Linked DNA regions of Mus musculus: region 1 is linked to region 2. The links are chromatin contacts, called in public HiChIP or PLAC-seq maps. All regions are on one chromosome and are shown on one strand. Each heading gives the region's core, a stretch centred on a gene start, on an enhancer-like site or on the middle of the called end of the contact. The rest is flanking DNA. Distances are from core to core; before and after follow the strand shown. Region 1 has its middle 17 kb from the start of Zfp985. Region 2 holds the start of Zfp993 (zinc finger protein 845).

Region 1 (3,184 bases), core at 171-2,670, 1.0 Mb after region 2:
AGATCAACAGTCTGTATTGGAAAAGCAACCCTTTCTGCATATTGAGAGTCAGTTACTATATTAAGAGACTCTTCAGAATCTGACAACACCATGAGTATTGCACATAATTCAGATATTTGATCAGATTTATAAGAATATTCAGTACCCTACATCTTCTGATTTATGTCCTGCCTTTCCTGATTTATTGGCCTCAGCGTAAAATGTAGGGGCTCCAGATAATGGAATTTCCTTTATTTTATGAGGGAGAATCCAAGTAGTTCTTTTTATGAAATGAAATCATACTTTTATAGTATCTGTTTTTAATCTCTCCAAGAAGTTACTGCATGTTCTTTACCAAGATTCACCTTGTGGCCATAAGGAGGCAATCTCTGCATTATTAAAAGGTACCACGATTTTAGTTGGGTCCGTTCCAACTAATTGTCAAAGTCTCATTTTTTTTTCCTTTTAGTATAAATTCAAAGACCTTCTCCATGTAGGGTTTTCTTACGCTGTTTATGTGCTAAAAATATCCATTCTTTTATTTTTTTAAATTCATATATTTATTTGTTTGTTTGTTTTTGAGCCTGTTTCCCTGTATAGTGCTAGCTTTCCTGGAACTCACTATGTAGATCGGGCTGGCCTTGAACTCAGAAGTCTGCCTGCTTCTGCATCCCAAGTGCTAGGATCAAAGTCATTTGCTACCACTGCCCGGCAAATATTCATTCTAATTTATCTTCCCTCTGCATGGGAATTCCTCGAGGGAAATGAGTTGAAATTAAGATAACTAAGATGCAGGCCATCTTTGGATAAATACTGTCTAGAAGTGTAGATCCCTTGCTACTTGTGGCTTCACCAGGCCACGTGGTTTTGCTCCATCTTCCTTCCACCTCCTTTTCTTCCATCTTCCACTATCTTCTTTGTTTCCTTGTCTGCCTCTCCTCCTTCCCCTCTTCTCCCTTTCTAAAACCTCCAGCCCCACGTTTTCCTTCCACTGCCCAATCACAGGCTTCAGTCTTTATTTGACCAATTTGACCAATTTAAATGGGGAGAAGTTTCACATTAAATCACCAGAGAATGTGATCCACTCCTCCTTGGGGCAGCTCCATTTGAGGAAGCAGAATTAGCATCAAAATACAAACAGCACCAGGGCAATCCACAACAAGGACTACCCTTCACACACACCCATGACATTCCTCCATTGTGCAAACCATGTGGGCCCAGAGCCATGGCCTCACTACCATGGAAGCCATGGAAGTCTCCCACTAAGCACAAGACAACTGAGTCCAACATACACTTTCCTCCTTCCACAATTCTCCCCTTTCTTATTAATTTACCCCTGTGTCTCATCTGGCCATTGGTAGACTTCCTTCCCACTTAAGGGAACCCCAAATAAAATCTCTTAGGTGGTTCCTTTTCATCAGTGGCATGAATGTCAGTTTCTCTGTTCTGGAAACCCTCTGGACTGAGGCAGGAGTTCTATCCCCATGCATTGCTCTGAGAACGTTTGAGAGCCTGATACATGGATGAGGGTTTTCTTTCAAGCCAGGAAATTCATGGCGAATTCGGGTGACACAGACTGAACTCAGGTGGTCCCTCAACATTCAGGAGATCAGGGTTTCAGTATTCAGGTGGGCAAGGAGTCGGTGTCGAGTGTCAATCAGACAAGAACACAAGGGAGTGTTGATCTGAATGTAAGTTCTCAAAGTGAGCATCATCCTTATAATACAGAAGAAAATAAGGAAGTGAGGTGACGCATCACTCAAGGTACGCTGAGGTTACCCGATTCTTAATGACTCTTTACACAAAACAGAAGAATGCATACATAAAGACTGTCAGGAACTAGTCAATGTAAGAACTGAGACAAAGTCAGCTCTATCTCAGGTCAGCTGTATTCTTAGAAGCCATGTATGAGGTCATTATGCTCCTGTGGCAAGGGCTTTCATGTACAAGCCATAGTTCTAATTCTGATTTATTGTTTATCCTACCACCACACAGCTCTTAGTAAATACCTAGCTATGCTATTCCTCTGGGCTAGTGAAAGTATGTGCTAGGGAATTCTGCTCTAGCTAATGTTCTCATGAATAATGCAATACTCTAGTTCCTCCTTCAACCACAGTAGGATCTTCTTCCTAAACCATTGTAAATTCCTGTATATGGTAGTGAATTGGCTGTTATTCTAAGTGATTTTGTGGGGAACTTTCTTCTATTAAGTAATGTAGTCTGCCATACATAACTATAATAAGAATTCTAAACTTACTTTCTTAAGCTTGCCCTGAATTTTCTAACTCTATGTAGTAGATAGTAATGCCTTATTTCTTTCAATATATCTCCTTCAAAACTGGAGTCAATTCATCTGAATAGGTCATAGTTACTAAATTCTAAGCCCAGGGTTGGCTCAAGGACTGCCTAGGACATTGGTGAAGGCCAGGAAGGAAAGTTCAACCTAATTTAGGTATTTGACAAATCATTCCTTGGAGGCACCTATAATAAAATAATACTGAAAGAAAGCACACAGAACCATTCACCAAGTATAGCAAGGATGAATCTGAGACATATTTGTTTATGGGACACCAGAATCATTCCGGGAGACAAGTTCCTTGAAAATTTATGCCTCAGGACTGAGGCCAAGCCTTTGGGCCTGCCACAGAGTTTTTACTTGAGTGGGAGTGGCATTCTGGTATAGTTCCCCACCACCACTTTTGTTATGATTCTTATTGACGTTATAACTAATTTAAAAGTTTTTCCATAGAGGAAGTTATTGCTACTCACAAAAAATATTGTTAGGAATAGGGAAGTGTATATGTGTCTGTAACTGCCTCTTCTCCAGCTATCTTAGCCTTGGCAAACTCACGTCATGGTGAGGAGGAGGAGTCTATTGCAGGCATCTGAAAGCTTGGTGTTAGCTGCAAACCTCCCACCTCCACAGGACACATGGCATGAACTTTGTGCCAGGGATACTACTGCCCTACCTCTCCCACATATAAAAATCCTCCCTCACATTTGCAGCCTCCTCTGGTTGGGCTCCAAGAATCTCCTGCCTTCCAGCTACCTCTTTAGGCCCACAAGACATGACCCGAGGCTTAAAAAGGGGATCACCCACAATTGTAAGGACTGCTGTCTACTCAGGCCCTCCTTTCCCTGAGTCCAAACTTAACTTACTCAGGTAGAGGCTTTGTTTCACCTAAACTTCCTCAGCTTTGATGAT
Region 2 (3,533 bases), core at 731-3,230:
TGTGCTGCCCTAAAAGAAGAATGCTGTTTCTACGCGGACCACACTGGCGTAGTAAGGGATAGCATGGCTAAGCTAAGAGAGAGACTAAACCAGAGACAAAAATTGTTCGAATCAGGACAAGGGTGGTTTGAGGGACTGTTTAACAGGTCCCCATGGTTCACGACCCTGATATCCACCATTATGGGCCCTCTGATAGTACTTTTATTAATCCTACTCTTCGGACCCTGTATTCTCAACCGCTTGGTCCAGTTTGTAAAAGACAGAATTTCGGTGGTGCAGGCCCTGGTTCTGACCCAACAGTATCACCAACTCAAATCAATAGATCCAGAAGCAGTGGAATCACGTGAATAAAAGATTTTATTCAGTTTCCAGAAAGAGGGGGGAATGAAAGACCCCACCATAAGGCTTAGCAAGCTAGCTGCAGTAACGCCATTTTGCAAGGCATGAAAAAGTACCAGAGCTGAGTTCTCAAAAGTTACAAGGAAGTTCAGTTAAAGATTAACAGTTAAAAATCAAGGCTGAATAATACTAGGACAAGGGCCAAAAAGGGTATATCGGTGGTCAAGCGCCTGGGCCCCGGCTCAGGGCCAAGAACCGATGGTACCCACCTGGGCCCCGGCTCAGGGCCAAGAACAGATGGTACCCAGATAAAGCGGAACCAGCAACAGTTTCTGAAAAAGTCCCACCTCAGTTTCAGGTTCCCCAAATGACCAGGAAATACCCCAAGCCTTGATTTAAACTAACCACTCAGCTCGCTTCTCGCTTCTGTACCCACGCTTTTTGCTCCCCAGCCCCAGCCCTATAAAAAGGGTAAAAACCCCACACTCGGCGCGCCAGTCCTCCGATAGACTGAGTCGCCCGGGTACCCGTGTTCCCAATAAAGCCTCTTGCTGATTACATCCGAATCGTGGTCTCGCTGATCCTTGGGAGGGTCTCCTCAGATTGATTGACCACCCACCTCGGGGGTCTTTCAATGCTACAGGCAGTTTTATAGGCAACTGTAGTTTCCTATGAGGCTTTATTAGTTTTCTAAGACATGCAACCTGCAGCACTTCAATAAGATACCTGGTTCTTGTGCTGGTGGTGAGGTTAATATTTGGCTTTTCAGTCTGAGGGAGAAAGCATTCAGAGATACTGGCTGGTTCCAAACTGCACCAGGCTATCAGGTGGGGGGAGGGGAATTGAGGGTGTGTTGGAGGATAGAGGGGCAGGCCAAGAGATAACCAGCAGCCAAGAAAGCACCTATCCAACTATGACTTAATTGATATGTTAACAGGTACCCCAGGTAGCCATTCTTCCTGAATTTCTTTGAATTTTTCCAAGGTTCAGCCCAGCAGGTGATGATTTCAGGAGTAGATATTTTAATAAGTGGAAAATTTACTATGGATTTTTTTTTTCTTTTTTTTCTTTTTTTCTTTTTTTTTTTTTTTTTTTGGTTTTTGGTTTTTTCGAGACAGGGTTTTTCTGTGTAGCCCTGGCTGTCCTGGAACTCACTTTGTAGGCCAGGCTGGCCTCGAACTCAGAAATCTGCCTGCCTCTGCCTCCCAAGTGCTGGGATTAAAGGTGTGCTACCGACAGGCTTTTACTATGGATTAAGACAAAATTAGACAACATCTTTTGAATAATCTTGATCACTTACTTACTGGATTACTGTCTGGATTCTGGGTCAGAATAATTTTCTTCCAGTCTTCCCTCCTCCTCTTCTGTGTTGCTTGGAAAAAGACTCTGTATGTGTATTAACTGTGTGGCTGACTCTCACATCTTTAGGGTAAACTGGAATACTCGGAGAAAAATAGGTATTCTCGTGATATCTTCTCTTTCCTTCATATTGATCCTTTTCTCGGGCATTGACGTCTTTCATTTTTGTTCCATGAACAGTTCCATGTTCATTCTAAACTATATTTTCTCACTTTCAGGTCTCCATATGCTCAGTCAAATCTCCATAACTGTAAATCAACACTAAGAGCACTGGATAGTTAAGGTCAAGGAGACTCTCACAAAGGATCCAGGTATGTTAGAGGTATTGAACAAGGGGTAGAGTGGGGCTCACCTGCCAGTACAAAGAGGACATGAATTTGATTTTGCCAGATTCTATTTCCTTAATGATTCTGGAAAAGAATAATATTAGATGTGATGATATGGATTTACCATGGAAGGCAGTGCTGTCAGCTGTCACTTGATGTCAATATTTAATTAATTTTGATCCTAGGAAATTGCTGCTGCCCATTGAAATCAAAGTTTCTTTTACCCAGATTGAAAGCAGCATCAGTCTATGGGTTTGACAAGGGCAATTTATACATAAAGCAAATATCATCAGTAGATTCCCTCCTAGGGCCTGTGACCTTCCTTACCGGATTTTTAGGCAGATTTTCACTGTAATCTATGGATTTTTTTTTCCTGTGGAGCTTGAAACAGAAAACCTGTTACCCACAGATAGTCAGTCTTGCCAGTATCATAAAAATTTCCATGCCTTGTCTGACAGATTCACATTGCAGCAAGTAGGTTGCAAACCTGAGTATATACATTGATAACTCTGCTTCCTGCCCCAATTTGCCTAGCAGTTTTTGTTACTATGGAAGTTACCACCAGGATGTCTAAGATGTCTGTTGACAGTGTCTGATATGAGGTGGTTTTCTCCAGAAGATCTACTTGCTTTCTGAATCACCTATTCTATCCACTCTAAATGTTTTCCTGTCCTTGACCTGTGTTCTTATTGATATTCTGTGTTGCATTAATCCCCATTAGAGTGGAATAATTATTGTTGACCTTCTCTGTACTGGTTGCTTTAGTTTTGAGTCTGTTTGCCTTATTTCTGAGGTATGTTTCTTCTCTTCTATTCTTGAGAGCTTTCATACTGAGCAGTGTCTACTTTTTACCACAGGGCTGTATAAGTAAGTTTCATTCTCCTACTGTCACTGTAATTTGGGAGGATTCCTGCCTACATCTATTAACCTAGGCCTAGTCATGTAAGCTTCTAGTCTCCATACAGTATTATCTAGGCCTAGTGTGTTTTCAGCCTCTGAAATTTGCTGCTGAATAAGCTCCCCCCCCCTTTCTTTCTTTTTTTCTTTCTTTTTTTTTTTTTTTTTTTTTTTTTTTTTTGGTTTTTCGGGACAGGGTTTCTCAGTGTATCCCTGGCTGTCCTGGAACTCACTCTGTAGACCAGGCTGGCCTCGAACTCAGAAATCCATCTGCCTCTGCCTCCCAAGTGCTGGGATTAAAGGCGTGTGCCACCAAGCCTGGCAAGCTCCCCCTTTCTTATTCCTTCTCAATGCTTAACTAGCTCGTTCAACTCGGTTTTTCCAGCTCAAACTCCTCTCCGAGCTGAGTTCTTCTTTCAGACACTGAATTGTTCCACTTGGCCTTAAATTAACTGTAGAAATCTTTTCTCATCTTCTGGCTCCTTCTCTTTCTCCTGCTCATTCTGTCTTTACCTGTTCCTAGCATGTTCTCTCTTCAGTCTGACTCTGTAAAACTCTCAGAACCCAGGTGCAGTGTCCTAGTACATCCAGCTCTGGTCTAGTCTGGCAGCA

Evidence for each region. HiChIP or PLAC-seq counts read pairs in DNA pulled down with a chosen protein or histone mark.
Region 1: an H3K4me3 HiChIP or PLAC-seq map of embryonic stem cells shows a contact between it and region 2, with 4 times the contacts expected there. The contact joins the enhancer-like site here to the promoter of Zfp993 in region 2. A contact is called at or near these places in 3 of 39 promoter capture datasets (cranial neural crest, maxillary cranial neural crest and second pharyngeal arch cranial neural crest), 1 of 484 Hi-C or Micro-C datasets (bone marrow-derived macrophages), 5 of 115 datasets of contacts at active chromatin or transcription factors (bone marrow-derived dendritic cells, embryonic stem cells and stem cell-derived neural progenitor cells) and 1 of 9 other capture datasets (adipose tissue).

The regions. Positions count from the first base shown.
Region 1 is chr4:147,534,956-147,538,139 of GRCm38.p6, forward strand. No RefSeq gene overlaps it. Among named protein-coding and RNA genes, the nearest start is that of Zfp985, 17 kb to the right of the region's middle. Within about 2 kb of position 1,421, at least 7 of the 459 cell types and tissues checked have an H3K27ac peak or open chromatin away from gene starts, as enhancers often do. A contact at or near this core is called in embryonic stem cells, where this site is marked.
Region 2 is chr4:146,510,869-146,514,401 of GRCm38.p6, forward strand. Zfp993 (zinc finger protein 845) reads left to right here and starts at 1,981. Exons shown (of 7, transcript XM_030253976.1): 1 at 1,981-2,009. Zfp981 (zinc finger protein 981) reads left to right here. Exons shown (of 5, transcript NM_001243138.1): 2 at 1,917-2,009. It also overlaps the pseudogene Vmn2r-ps16.